Regions from separate parts of the Gossypium hirsutum genome. Here regions 2 and 3 are each linked to region 1. Evidence: chromatin contacts called from public Hi-C data. All regions are on one chromosome and are shown on one strand. Each heading gives the region's core, a stretch centred on a gene start, on an enhancer-like site or on the middle of the called end of the contact. The rest is flanking DNA. Distances are from core to core; before and after follow the strand shown. Region 1 has its middle 8.0 kb from the start of LOC121205154. Region 2 holds the start of LOC107931696 (thylakoid lumenal protein TL20.3, chloroplastic). Region 3 holds the start of LOC107931703 (F-box/LRR-repeat protein 13).

Region 1 (5,105 bases), core at 869-3,368:
CAATTGGGCTAATCTTAACTATTTTAATCGATAATTTTAATACATATCCCATGCATAATCCGTCAGAGGAACTACTAACTTTCGTTTCTTCATTATTTCAGATTTATGTTATTTTGCTTTATCTGTTTCCTTATTTTATGTTTTTTTTGGGACTAATTAAAAACTTTTAGTTATTTTCCTTACAAATGACTTATTTGTGTCCATGATTTTGGTTACAATATTTAATTCTTTTTATCTATGCGAGATTCAATTCCATTTCCTTATTTGCAAGTTTATTTTATTTATAGATAAAAGAAATTAAGCACGATAAATTTGATTCCCATAAAAAAAGTATATTCCAAACACCAAGACACCGGAGTCAAACCATCGATCATCATTAGCAAAAATACCATACGTGTAAACCTTACACTATGTTTGAATTGCATTAAAACTAGGGAAAGGAAAGGAAAATTAACATTATTTCCTTTGTTGGGATGGTTTCTTTTATTTAAGCAACTATTTTTTCTTGAGTTACTTTTTAATTTGGGGTAAAAGCTAAAGAAAAAAAATGGAATAATTTTTAAGATGCTAAATTATATTTTTATCCTATTAATTTTTTTACATGAATTATTTTACAAAAAGATATAATTGGAAAAATAATTATAATTAATCATTTCCTTAACTTTCTACCGTTTAATCGCAAATATTCCTTCACTTTATTAATTTTATTTGTCCATACAAAATAATAACATCCTTTCTTTAAACTTCTTTCTCTTTCTTTTTCTTTTTTTTCATTTTTTCTTCTTTTATAATTATTTACCCAAACATAGGGCTAATTTTACACGTACCTAGCTTTCTTTGATCATTGATAATCATCACACATTTATGAGATTTTTAGTCGAATAGGTAAAACTAGAGTTTATTATGACAAATTAAATTTCAAATTTTTGAATGGATGAAGATATAAATTTCTCATAATTTTAATTTAGAATTATATAACTTTTAAAAGAAATAGAATTTTTTTATTTTCACATATCATAATTGAATTATAAATATTTAAGAGGTTATAATCTAATTTTACTATTGTGTTAAATAAATAAAAAAATTCATTTTAAAAAGGATTAAAAATAAAATTACGAACCTCATGGGATAACACGACGATCAAAGGTGTTCATTGTTCTCAGTATGATCTGAGTTCGAGTCAAATTTATTGTTTGGGCTTTATTCTAATTAAAAAAAAATAATTCTATTATGGGTAAGACCCCTGCATAGTTCTGGGTTGATTAAGCACGAAGAAGATGTCTTAATTTACCTACAAACATGAATGTTTACTTAGGATTTAAAAAACGCGGTTTCAGCTGAAAACACCCAAGAAAAAATATGTATCACTCTACACGCATGAACAAAGGGAGTTACCTTTCTCTCTCACAAGGAAACCTTTTATATTTTGTAAAAGCTGTCAATTTGAATATATTGGGATAGACGATAGGCTGGGCGTCACAATGTAATGGCTAATCTAAGAGCTTAGCCCTCCTTTTATCAAACAAATATATACATCCCAGTTTCAGACCTAGAAATTAAAATATATACTTCTTTTTATTGCAACTTCCTTTTTTAAAAAAGAAATTACGATCAGAAGCGTGAGAAAGCATGCAAAACTAAAATTTCCATTTCATTGACCATGCTTTAATTTTTGAAGTGCTTAGCGTTCTCCAGAGCTGAACCATTCATAAAATTTGTAAAATAGAAGAATATATGTAATCAAGCTAGTAGAGGAAGAGCCGATTCCAGTTTTGCCCCTGAAGTAGGGATTATTCTATATATTTTTTTACTTGCAAGAAATAAGTAACCTGATATACATAGTTTTCAATTTTGTATACGAAGCTTATACAAAGCCTGAGAGCTATCGTCATAATTTAATTATGGCTAAGGATGAGATTCAAGTCATTCAACTTTGGTGATCTTTAAACATGTCGACCGTATACGCTAAGTATATATTCATACAATTCCAAATTACGATTAAACATGTGGATTTGGGTGAAGAAGTCAGTAGAATTGAAAAAAGAGGGAACTGAGAGGGCACGGGGTGCAAACAGCCACAAGAACACATGGGTCCGACAGTGGAAGGGAAGGTGGGTAGGGGCCAGTGTTTTGAAGACAAAGCTGCATGGCCAAACCGCCACTTGCATTGCATCTTCTCGAGTCTTGAGGGACATGGAGGGTTAAATTTCCCTCATCTCCGCCTGTTTAGATCATGCATGCCACGTGCTATTCACATATGGTAGGCTGCTAAGTCAATCACGGAGACCTTCATTGCCTGGTCTCTGGGTCAACAAGTTTCAGTTGTCGATGCTCTCTCTTTTAGTTCAATTTTTTGTCAGGTAGTTTCCATGGCGTGTGAATTGGGCATCTTGGCGAGAAACATGGTCCTGACCAATTCACAGCGATGTAGACGCACATCCAATTAACTCTTGCATATAATCTGTCTCCGATTGGGACCCTAAACTAAAACTCAGGTGTTACTATTAGCTAGGAGGGCGAGAGAGAGTTCGGTACATAATCTAGTGATTAAAATTTTATTATACGTATTTCAAAAATGCATAAACATGGTTCAGATTGGCACGGGTTTATGTGATCATTATTTTATAATACATATGTACAACAATACATAGGACAAGAGTTCAATTTGATCCTAACATTTTGGTGACCCTCATCCTTTAAAGGTTAGATTTCAGTAAGTGCTAAAGAAGTAAAAGCATTGGGCTTACTTTCTTTTTTTCTCTATTCTCAATAATTGAGACAGATAGGAAAGGATAATACTTTAAACGCAGATGTTTCAGCTCATATTTACGACGTGAACCATATGTTCTTCCAGGATTTCGGCTAAGTTGTCTTGTTGTAGAAAGAGGCTCTTTATTATAGTGTTTAACATATGAGCAATGTGGATTATGCAAATAATATTCGTGCTGAGTTGCAAACAACTGAAAACTAGAAATGTAAAATAAATGAAGATTTATTTAAGCTCAATTCTCACTCATTCTTGTACAATTATAGATATTCAACTTTTTTGTAATTTATTTACAACATAAAAACACTTACAGATATAATTCTCTGCTATAATTCTCTCGGACAATCTGGATGTCATTTGAGCTATTCAGGGAAGTAACCTTGCCACTACAAACTTTGCTTTAATCGGGCGAATTCAGAGGATGCTATCTCAGGAGAGTTCATAGAGTTTGCGCTATATCCCCAGAGAACAAAATGAAGCTGCTGATTACATGGCAAATGAAGCTCTATCTTCTAGAAGGAATCTGCACTTCTTTAATTTTCCTTCTCTCAGGATTCGGAATCTGTTAGATTTAGAGCAGTCAAAAGGTTTTTTCTCAAGTATGTTGGATGTAACTAATTAGTTTTGTCTCTTTTGTTTTTCACAAAAAAAAAACTTACAGATATTCCTAATAATGAATGGATTGAGTTTTCTCCTTTCACACCTAAAATCATAAAACAATAACCAATCTTAATATTAATTTTTTGGAGAATAATTAAAATTTTCAAAAATATATTAAAAATTTTAAACTGCGGCAATTCCCTTTTTTCTTTGGGTTCTAAGCTCCTTTTAAGGATATGCCTCTGTCATAAAAAAATTAATTACATATTGTTGGAATTGACCTAACTAAGCAATAAGTAAAAAAAAAAACTAAAGAAATTGAGAAATTAAACACTTAAATTTAATGTGGAAAAACTCTCCAAAGAGAATAAAAAATCACAGGCAAAGATAATTTTACTATAATGGCAAAAGAACAAAAAGTACAAAAATAGAGATAAAAACTTAACCCTGAAAATCTGAAAACAAAGAACCCTCAAAATGTAAACATAACATTCTCTAAATGTATTATGAGTTCTAATATCTAATGGGTATATTGCAAAAAAGCCTATTTATAGGCTAAATTCATAGGTCAAATAATAATAAAACAATCTAAACTAATCAAAGTTTGATTAAAACAAATAAATAAAGTTTAACTGAAATATTATTTCTCAAATTTGACTGAAATAGGAGTCACATATATTATTAAAAAAAGATTATAAATTTTTTTTTCAAATTTATTCAACCACGATGATAAATACATATTTTACTTAATTGAAATGAAAAATTCATCCATGCGAAACAAGGGTAAATGGAAATCCTAACAAAAGCTTATAAAGAAAGAGAGAAAACATGGTCTTTGGTTGCTTGATAATGGGATAGAATTAGGCTTTTATCTCATGTACAAAGGATGTAACTAAAGGATCCTTTGAATTCAATATGGCCCTTTCCCGACCCAAAATCGTTGATAGGTACAATAGAAGCGGTCTAAGATCCAAAGATCTAAAGTGGGTAAAAATCGTGTCTCATGATAGCATGCTTTCTGGCCTCCAGTATAAGCCATGCTCGAACAACTGTCCCAATTTCCGATGACCAGTGACAATGGTGGTGTTGAGAGTTTGACTAGTGAACAAAGCGGGTGAAGTTGGAAAGTTAGGATCATCTTTGAGTTTGAACTTTGAATGCAGCAAGGAAAAAGGCATTTGATGGAAAGTTCCTATGTGTAGACAAGGATGGAATTAGGATCAAACACTAGGGATCAAATGTAAATTAAGGCCTCAATTTGTCATTATTTTATTGGCTCTCAGTAATAAATACATTGCAGAGTTCATTCTTTTTGAATTAGAAAAGTATTCTTTGTTCATTAATAGGAAGTTCGAAAGTTCCGATTTTTTTAAAACTTTTACAAAGATGCTTAAGTAGCTTAAATGTTAAATATAAAAACTAAATGAAAAAAGGTCTTGTTCACTAACTAGGGTGAGAAATTAAAGTCATTATTTGTCATATCCTTGTTCCCTCTCAACACCAAATACTTGTAGTGTGTGTGTATTTTTTTTTTTAAAATTGATTGGGAAGGATTGAAAATTAAAAGTAGAGGTATTTTTCTCCATAAAACTAAAAAAACAAATGTAAGTATTTTTTAAAAAGGTTTTTAGAAATAGATTAAAGATAAAATTAATTAAATTATCTATTTTTAATTTGGATCAGCGTTTGAGTTTATAAACTACAATTAAGCCCACATAACTCAAAAGCTTTCACTCTC
Region 2 (5,105 bases), core at 1,140-3,639, 220 kb after region 1:
AGAGTTCCATCTTCCTTACAAAAGATCAAATGTTTCATGAGAGAACAAAACACATTGATGTTCGATATCATTTTGTTCGTGATATTATTGCTCGTAGTGATATTGTTATGAGCAAAATTAGTACTCATGAAAATCCTGCAGATATGATGATTAAGTCACTTCCTATAACTAAGTTTGAGCATTGCTTAAACTTGGTTGGTGTTCATTGTTGAAGTTAAACCCTTAAGGGGTTTTATGGAAGAGGTGGAGAACTTGTTCGTTGAGAGTTCGCGATGAAGAACTTATTCATTGAAAATTCATGTCAAGGTGGAGATTGTTAGAATTAAGTGACCCGAATCCTTATTTAAATAAAATACAGTGGTAAAATAAAATAAAAGTAAAATCTCTATAGAACTACACTTCTTTTATTTTATTTTAGAATAAGGTTTTTTAAACCTTATTAAACTCCATCCATTTGATATTGATTTAAATAAGGTGTTTCAATCTTACTACACTCCTATTAGAATACGATTTTACAAGCCTATAAATTGACAGTCTATTCCTCTTGTAATTAATTCGAATTCGACATAGTGATTTTTTTCTTCTCTGCCCGTGGTTTTTTCCCGAAATAGTTTTCATGTAAAAATTTGTGTGTTGTTTATTTTATTTCTCTTTTCTTTGCGATATATTATCATTACCGGCGTTCTATTTTTTTTTACAGAAAGCTTATCAAATAAAGATACATCATTTTATATATATAAAAAAAGTCCACTAAATTATTCTTTTATTTTTATTTATACTAATAAATTATTGACACTAAAAATAATTTTTTACTTAAAATTATCTTTAAATTAATTAATTTTAAAATATAATAATTTTAATAAATAATCCAGCACGACCAAATCTAATAATGATAAAACAAATTTATTGTAATAGAGACTAGAGAGGCAGGCTTGTTGCTACACATCTTCTGCCCGATAAATTATATAGGCATAATTTACTGTTTAATTCTTAAAGTATATTTAATTTTTCACTTTGGTACTGAAACATTTGTTTTCTAATTTGGTACCTTAAGTATCAATTTTCTCTATTTTTGGTCAATTTTGTAAGGGCCTTTAAGAAAAATCTATTAACCCACTTTGGCCAATGGAAAAGTACAATGTGACTTATTTTGACAAATGAAAAAATACCACATGACAATTAAATTTTTTTAAAAATAAAAATATTAAATTTTATTGATAACAAATATAACAATATACACCACGTTTCCTTTTTTAATATTATATATATTATATTGATAAAAATTGTAAAAATTTATATTAATATATAAAAATTTTAAGAAAATATTTTTTATAAAATTCTAAAATATATAATTATAAATTTTAAAAATTAAAAATAATATATAAAAATTAATTTTTTATGAAAATTAAAAATGTATTTAAATTTCAAGTAATTGCAAAAGAAAAAAAACTTGAAATTTAAATACTTTATAGAATTTTATAAAAGAATTTTATTTTCAAACTTTTCTAAATAATTTTTACATTTTTTTACATTTTTTGTAATATATTATTAATTTCAACTAATTTCTTTTTAATTATCGTATTTTTTGTAAATTTTATTTTTATAATTTTTTATAATTTATATTTTTTTCTAGATTATATATATTTTCCTAATTGTTATATATTTATTTTTGTTTCATGTTTTTTAATGAGTATATATGTTTAATGAAAGAAACTATTTATTTTTTTACATAAAATCTCCACTTTGTGATTGGTCATTAGATTCTTTTTAACGTCTGTCAAAAAATGAATTAAAAAATATAACGAAAGCATATCTTAGATTCAAATTGAGAAGTGATTGATATTTTAAATATCAATTAGTAATAAAAAAAATTTAGATATCAAAATAGAAAATTGAGTATAATTCAAAGTCCAAATTGTAAAGTAAGCCAATTATATAATGTGAAGGATCCATTTAAAAACCTGAACTGAAGGTCCACACTGATCCACTATATGATAACAGGATTTTCCATCAATTTGTTAGTTATAGAGTTTTTTTTTTTTGTTAAAATATAGCATAAGGACCTTAACTCTTTATAAATTTTAGAATTCAGTCTTTTTATTTTTTAGATTTTAATTAATACAATTAAAATTATTTTGTCAAATTTTAGTTTATTACAAAGTCATCTTTTTAGTTATATGACTATGAAGTAAGGTTTTTTATTTTCAAATGTCACATCAATAAATTTTTTAAAAAATATTTGTATTAATAATTGAACTTAAATTTTAAAAATTTTAAAAAATAAAGAGATTAAATTTGTAAAAGTAAAGATATAAGGATTAAGTTGTAAATTTGTGTAACCAGTTCCCCACCTTCGTTGAATATGATAATCGAGTAAAAATTCAAATTCATGATATTTTTTTCAGGAAGAAAATATTAAACTTTAAAATTCCCCCAGAATAAACAGATGGAAAGGCAACATCCAATGAAAAACAAGCAAGAGACGTGTGTTAATCCCAACCAGTCCCGTTACTGCAAAAACAAGTGGATAAAATTGGAGCAAACATTTTAATATCAAAACTGCCACTATGCCCATCTGAACCAGCTTCCTCTTCTTCGTAACAACAAGAAACCAAACCACTACCTGTAAATGGCAGTGCCTTCACTCTCCTCTTTATCCATCAACCCTCTAATTAGTATTTCTTCTTCTTCTTCTTCTTCAAAAGCTTCATCCCGCCATCTTCCCTCATTCTCAAAACGTTTTGGCGTCTATTGCCAGGTTAATAATTCAGAAATCAAAGCTCGAATTAGCGGTGAGTAAATGATATCTTGATTCTGCTTGTTCGTTTCATCAATTATTATTATTATTATTATTATTATTATTATTATCATTTTTAGGTACTCAATTTTAACATAGTTTTCCTTTGAAAAAGGAAGATTGTTCCAACAATACGTATGAAGTTAGGGATGCTAAGTTTAAGATCTGGAAACCCTTGCTTTCAACAGCATTGGCAGCAGCCATAGTTGTTTTGGCTCTGATATCTCTGCTATGGCTGAACTTAATAAGTTTGAGGCAGAAACTCGTGGTGAATTTGGTATCGGATCTGCTGCACAGTTTGGTTCTGCGGATTTGAAGTGCGTTTTATTACAACATCTAAATTATATGCTCAACATCTCTGTTTTTGGTTTAGGAAGGGTTTGATTTTCTGTCTTATGTCGTGCAGAAAAGCTGTTCACGTGAACGAAAATTTCAGGTAACTTTTCAAAGTAAAGAATTTCAATTACTTCTTGGCAATCAAACTGAGGATTCACTAGTGCTCATAATCAATCCGAAATCTAAATGGTTGAAACAGAAGGGCAAACTTCACATCTGCTGATATGAGGGAATCTGATTTCAGTGGTTCAACCTTCAATGGTGCATACCTTGAGAAAGCAGTTGCATACAGAGCAAATTTCACAGGTAAATTTTCTGCCAAACGAAATTAGTTTACTTCATCCATGATAATTTGTAACACATACAAGTACACATAATGACAATTTTTTTTCCATCAAATCAAACAAAACTAAATGAAAATTATAATCTATTTGTAACTCATGAAATTATCTAGAAGCTCGAACTTGCCCAACTTTGGAGAAAAGTCTTCTCTCTTTTCCTTTTGTTTGTATCCCTGGTTGTGCTAGACCTGGAGGCGCTTCTCTTTTTACTCCTTGGGCTATTTGGTACCCTCTTTTCTGTAGTATTTGGACATTGGCTTGATAAGCTTTCAGAGTTCTGGCGAGAATTTGTGGAGAATCTTTCTGAATCACTTTGTGCTTCAAGTAAGGGATCTTCTGCATCAGACAGCTTATGACTAAATCCTTTCAGCTTAAAACTAGTTGATTCCAAGATACCCTCCTCCCTATTTGGGGAACCCCTTCCTCTATAGCCATTGGGAGAACCAGAAGTTGAATCTATTGTGTCGAGTGGAGACGTGAAGTTGGATGCTATTTCCTCTGTTAAATCCATAGCTTCATGCTCAGAAGTTTCTGATAGATCATTAAACTCCACTGAGCCTCTAACCTTTGGCATATCCCTTCCTTCTTCTGATGAAATAAGGCTAATGTTGTTACACAGGAATAATGGCGTCCCTAGATATCAAACCGTACCCGGACTCCAATTCATCTTTATACTGAAGGTTCCGCTTCCATTGATTTTATCGATTCAAGTTTTTTCTCATCATAACTGGGGCTAGAGTATTGACCTTCAGAGCATGGAGTTTGAAACTTTGTTGGTGGAGTAGGAAAATCCCGGACAGCCACGACCCTTTTGTGGGGTTTATAGCCTTTAGGCAAAACTTTCTCAGGTGATTCCGAAGCTTCATCATCTGAAATTGTGAACACGTCAATGGGATTCGGATTTGGGGTACCTTCAGAAATTGTGACCGCGTCAATGGGATTCGGATTTAGGGTACCCAAAGCTTCGTCATCTTTTCTTTCGACTCCCTTCGGGGAAATAGATTGAAGCGCATTATAAAGTGGCGAAACCACCAAAGCCTCAGGTTCTGATGAACAATAAGACGAGGTAGGGCTAGACGTCTCCGAGTCATCTAAATGATGTGCGCATTCGTATGCAAATCTCTGCCACAGAGCAAAATCCTTAGGAAAATCATATCCAGCTTTTCTTTCTATTTGTTCTCCCAAAGTTTCTTCGGGAAGAGCACGATTGTTTTGCGAGACCATTGTCGGTTGTGGGTGATTTCAGTACTGAGGGTAATTTGAAAAAGGAAAATCAATATGAATATATAAGAGAAGATAGCTACAAAACCGGAAACAAAAGGCAAAAACCTTGATTAATCTTTAAAGTTGAAAGAAAAGCAAAAGGCATACCTCGGGATTTAGGGTTAACAAGATATCGGTGAAGGCAATGAAACGTTATATAGACCTTACGTTCCTTGTGTTGCAAGTAGGTTTTAGAGTGTTGGGTTAATGTTAGAATCATAGTCGGTATTGGAATCAGATTAACTCGAGACCCTAAAACAATTCAAATTAAATCGGTATCTACCATAATTATGTTTATTATAGTAATGCAAGAACTTTAACGTGGAAAAGCTTTAAATTAATTTATTTATTATTATGTTTCCAATCTA
Region 3 (5,105 bases), core at 1,591-4,090, 170 kb after region 1:
TCTCAGTACCCTGCTATATATGTTTAGAGTCTTTTGGATACAAATTCTTGTCTTTTAGCACTTTGAACTTGCTGTACCATTTCTTTTTTCTCCTGATTGGTTATTGGGACATCTAATCAAAGTCACATGGGTCATGATTAATGGACCCACCTTTCCTTTATTTTGATAACTCATTTTCCTGTGCTGCTTTTTGTTTTTCATTTTGGAGGCGTCAATTTTAATCAGTATAAATACTAAACATTTAATTTAAAGCAATGAATTGATAATAATTCAATATTTAACTGTCAAGTAATATATCATTTTTAATTATCTACAGGATTACAATTATACCGAATTCGAGTTTGGGTTGGATAGTATTTAGTTGAAGAAAACATAGGTGCAGTCTCATCTCATGAGACATGAGCTAGCTTGTGCCTCTCCTTTTGCTTCTTTATATATATTAACCAAACTAGAACTAACTCAGAGTGGAAAGCACAAGGGAAAGTGAAGAAATTCTGAAATGATAATTCATGTGGGTCGCAGGAACAAATACCCCTCGAGGGGAAATATGCAAAAAAGTAAATGGTAACTGAGAACATTAAAATTGAAACATTTAAAACTAATACTTGATATGTGTAAAGTAGATGACACTAGAAATAGGTGAAGGAAAGGAAGAAGAGAAAAAAACAAAAGAAGCAGTCGTCAAGATGGGCATATCACTCCATATGCATTGGTGTTGAAATTCGATCATTGATTCTTCAATACAGAGAACATGAAATTCTAGTCGCCAAAATGACGTCTCCTGAAATGATAAACAGAATAAATATTGGTTAGAATTAAGCATTGATTGATTTGGCAACAAGTAATTAAGGAGTTGAATAGTAGCCACCAGGATTCAATTCGCCATTCTTGTCCAAATTTGATTCGAACACGAGGAGAAGCTTTACGAAAATTAAGGATGGTTGCTATAATAGAATTAGCTTCTTCCTGGATTGTATCAGAAAGTTGTTGAGGGTAGCCAGATTTAGTAATATCTTGTAACACATTGTCATGCATCACACTCAGATCACCCAGCCGCCAAAACAGCCATAGTTTTCGAAGATTCACAGCCTTCTCCAACAGCAACCTCACCAACAGCATTTCACCATCAAATCCTGAAAAGCATCTCACCTCAGCTATTTCCAGCTTTTCCAGATTTCCAACTTCGTACGGATTACGTTGTGAACTCTCGCCCTCCTCATATTCATCTGCCACGTGACCTTCGCTTATACATTGGCAGAACACAGCCCCACTTTCCTCCCGAAACTGTTCATTCATTTCACTAACCCGTAATTATAAGAAAAGCATCATTAATTTCAATTAAGTTTTAAAAGTATTGGTCCAGAACTTACATCTACTGCAATTTCTATGAGAGAGGGGCAATCCCCTAAGAAGGCAACCAGGTTGTAAACCGCATTTGGAGATTTTAGTGGACCATACCAAAAAACATGCGTGAGATTTTGGAATGTTTGGAATGGGATGCCTCTTGTGTAGTACTCTTTTGCGACGAACTTATTTATACCAAAGCAATATATATATATATCAGAAACAACTATATATCCAAGAATATGCAAGATTAAAACAATGTATGAAAAATAAGACGAAACAAAAGGTACCTCCACAACCGCAAAATTTAGAATCATAGTGTTCACATGCCTGATTTGATCGATCAATTCTCTAACGTGGACAGTATATGCCTCATTCATTGGTTCCTCCCTCCCTTGCAAGAGTAAAATTTGTAATACCGGACAGTTGTTCAAATAAAATTTGGTCAAGTCACCTGAGTAAACCAGGTTTCCGACAAGTGGAGCATCAACACGTAATGACCTGAACTCCCCATCATCACTATCTTCAAGACACCTAAAACTAATCAGCCTAAGATTTGGACCACTGATGTTAACATTCTTAAGCCCCTCACACATATTAATGACCAATTCCTCAAGAGGGACGCATTTACGAAGGAACAAATCCACAGTCGCATCTGCAAGTTTGCAGTGGGTGAGAACAAGAAGCTTAAGAGAAGAAAAGACTGACGCAGCAATAGGTTGACCAGGACGAGGTGGTTTAAAGTCAACAAAGCTTAAAACAAGGTGCTCCAGTATTTTACTTCGATTGGAGAAAAGAGAATCTGGCAACTGAAAGAATCTCCTTGCTAAAGAAACTGACATGAGGCCTATCGTCAGTTGACGGACGTTCTTGGAGAGTGCAAAATTGACCCATCTTTGTACATCAGGGTTAGAACGCTCGCTAACGTGGCCAACAGTGGTGAATTTTATGATCTGAGGAGATAGGAGGAGGTCTAAGCAGCGAGTAATTGGAGAATAGTCGGCTTGGTTATCGGAGAAGGGTAAACTGTGGAAATCTACGCCTTGGGTGTGCTTCCAGAGATTACTCCACCTTTTACTTAAGATGCTGGTTCGGACAACCGAGTCCATGGGCATCTTGGATAGAATGCGGGAAAGCACTGTATTAGGTAATGCACTGAGTCGGTCTCGTCTACGACTTGTTCCGGCGTTCCAATCTGAAACCTGATCCTTGGTCATTTCCAACCATTCCAGCCTTCTGTTCACAAGACGACGAAGACTAGAATCCATGACAACTTCCATCTTTGATCAACAAAATCCAACGACTACAAACTGGAAACAAAGAAAGCAAGAAGATTGTTTAATCAAGTATAAAATGGGAATCCACTCTTTCTAAAAGAAAACAAGAACAAGAATGAAAGAAAAAATAAACATGGAAAGACACTTCGGTTTTTTCTGTTTTTGGTCGATCATTTTTTCCCCTTTAATTAACTGATTAATAGCAGTTTCAGTTGACACCAGTAAATTTTATTTCCAGTTGTATAAAATCGACTTAATATACCCATAACTTAAGGTAGGAAATTGTCATTCATTAAAGAGCGAGCACGGAGCAAAGCAATCCAATGTACTGGGCTGGATTCAGTTTCCACCCAAATGGATTTAATATAAGTGAGAAACAGGGCCCAACACAATAGGCATACTGATTGTGCGGTCAATGATTTTATCAGGGAGATAGACATGGACCACTCTAATGTAACCAAAATACATTGATATGGAACTGTTGGGGAAAATAATTAGAAAGGAATATGTGAGACAAAGCAAAACACCTGATATGTAGTAGCAAACCAGAGTTCTTAAACTGGGTTGAGATCAACAGGGACGATAAAGAGATTATTGATGAGCTAGTTACCATGGAACTAAATAGAATTAGAAGCGATTGTCAAAGGCGGAGTGGGGGTTGATGAGACTCCTTTCATGAAATGTTTTTGGTGTTGGATCAAGACCAAAACAAATGGCTATTAGAAAATCGTTATAGGATACTAAATCGGATATGAAGTTGATAAAGAAGTCAAAGGTTGATGAGGTTAAATCTGGTGTTTGATTTTTTTTATTTTTTATTTTGTAGGAACTTAGAAAACAGATCAAGAAATCACAGCAAAGTCTTGAGCTAGAAGCTACTGTAACTTGCTGAACAAACAAGGAAATCGACTTAAATTGTAACAAGAACAGATTACTCAATAAGAACCAAAACAAGAAGAGAATTCTGGTGAATGATTCATCATCTCATTTCTGAAACAAAGCATTACATATATCAAGTAATCAACTTGTCAAAAAGATGAAAATATTGCCTAAACACACCTAACTCCACTAACAAAGTCTTGAAACGTACAAAACTTTGCTTACACACTTGGTTAAGATGATTTATCAAATCTATCAGCACCAAATTGCATCAAATCCCTTACATACTTAGTTCTAGTGTAACTAAGTAGCAAAAACATCAACTAAAAAGTAACAAAACAGCAACATATTCTTCAGCTGCAACTTGCATGGCTCGAACTGCTATGGTCTGCATGAAAGCCATCTTTTAACATTCCTTCTTGGCTTCCATGCTGCAAACTCCTAATCTAGCTCTCAAATTCTCGAACCTTGGTACACCAAGAGGTTTTATGAATATATCAGCTAACTGATCTTCAAAACTGCAATGAACCAATTTGATTTCTTGAGATTATTCCACTTCTTTAACAAAATGAAACTTGATCTTAAAATATTTTGTTTTGCGATGAAATACTGGATTCTTTGCAATTGCAACAGCAGATTGATTATCACTTCTGATCTCTATTGCTTCTCTTTGATGTAAGTTCATATCTGCCATTAGCTTTCTTAACCAAATTTCTTGATTAACAGCTGATGCAGCTGCAACATATTTAGCTTCAGCTGTTAATTGAGCAACAATGGATTGTTTCTTTGAACTCCAACAAAAAACAGCTAATCCAAGGGTAAACAGATACCCTGAAGTGCTTTTCATATCATCAGTTGATCCTGCCCAATCACTATTAGTAAAACCAACAAGCTTTATTGTGTCAACCTTGGTGAACATAATTCCAAAGCTCAGAGTTCCTTTGATGTACCTGAGAACTCTCTTTGCAGCTTGAAAATGGTTCACATTGCAATAGTGCATGAACCTGGATAGGAGACTGACTACAAACATTATGTCTGGTCTTGTGGCTGTTAAGTAGAACAAACATCCCACTAAGCTCCTATAGGTAGATTTATTAACCTTATCAAAACCACCTTAGCTAGATAGCTTTCCTTCAACAACAACTGGAGTAATGGTTGCTTTGCAATTTTGCATGAAAAATCTGTTTAAAATTTTTAAGGCAAATGCCTTTTGGCTTATGAAAATCCCTTGCTGAGTCTAAAATAACTCCATCCCAAGGAAATAGGACATTTCACCCAAATTAGACATTTCAAGCATACTCATCATTTTGTCTTTGAAATCTATCAGCATAGCATCATTTGATCCCAAGTACTTCAGCAAAAACTTCTCGGTTATTTGATCCCAAGTAGTGATAGAACCTCGTGGTAGGGAGTTCAACCATTGCTTAGTCTTATTTCTCAACAAAAAGAGGAATAACCGTAGGCGAATGGCATCATCAGAAACGCCATTTATCTTGAAAGTGTCGAGAATTCTAAGAAATTAGTCAAATGAGTAGTTGGGTCTTCGTCCCGCAAACCATCAAACTTAACAAACTGTTGAATCATTTAAATAGCATTAGGTTTCAG

Evidence for each region. A called contact is a pair of places that touch in the nucleus more often than the background predicts.
Region 2: a Hi-C map of leaf shows a contact between it and region 1, with 1.6 times the contacts expected there. The contact joins the promoter of LOC107931696 here to the enhancer-like site in region 1. A contact is called at or near these places in 2 of 34 Hi-C or Micro-C datasets (both in leaf).
Region 3: a contact with region 1 is called in a Hi-C map of leaf, with 3 times the contacts expected there. The contact joins the promoter of LOC107931703 here to the enhancer-like site in region 1. A contact is called at or near these places in 5 of 34 Hi-C or Micro-C datasets (fibers and leaf).

The regions. Positions count from the first base shown.
Region 1 is chrA08:115,529,088-115,534,192 of Gossypium_hirsutum_v2.1, forward strand. No RefSeq gene overlaps it. Among protein-coding and RNA genes, the nearest start is that of LOC121205154, 8.0 kb to the right of the region's middle. Within about 2 kb of position 2,119, at least 3 of the 9 cell types and tissues checked have an H3K27ac peak or open chromatin away from gene starts, as enhancers often do. A contact at or near this core is called in leaf, where this site is marked.
Region 2 is chrA08:115,750,648-115,755,752 of Gossypium_hirsutum_v2.1, forward strand. It overlaps LOC107931696 (thylakoid lumenal protein TL20.3, chloroplastic), which reads left to right and starts at 2,390. Exons shown (of 7, transcript XM_016863635.2): 1 at 2,390-2,792; 2 at 2,917-3,114; 3 at 3,204-3,233; 4 at 3,333-3,439. The coding sequence starts at 3,029.
Region 3 is chrA08:115,694,609-115,699,713 of Gossypium_hirsutum_v2.1, forward strand. It overlaps LOC107931703 (F-box/LRR-repeat protein 13), which reads right to left and starts at 2,841. Exons shown (of 4, transcript XM_016863639.2): 1 at 1,635-2,841; 2 at 1,371-1,529; 3 at 869-1,284; 4 at 485-781. The coding sequence starts at 2,624. The coding sequence ends at 760.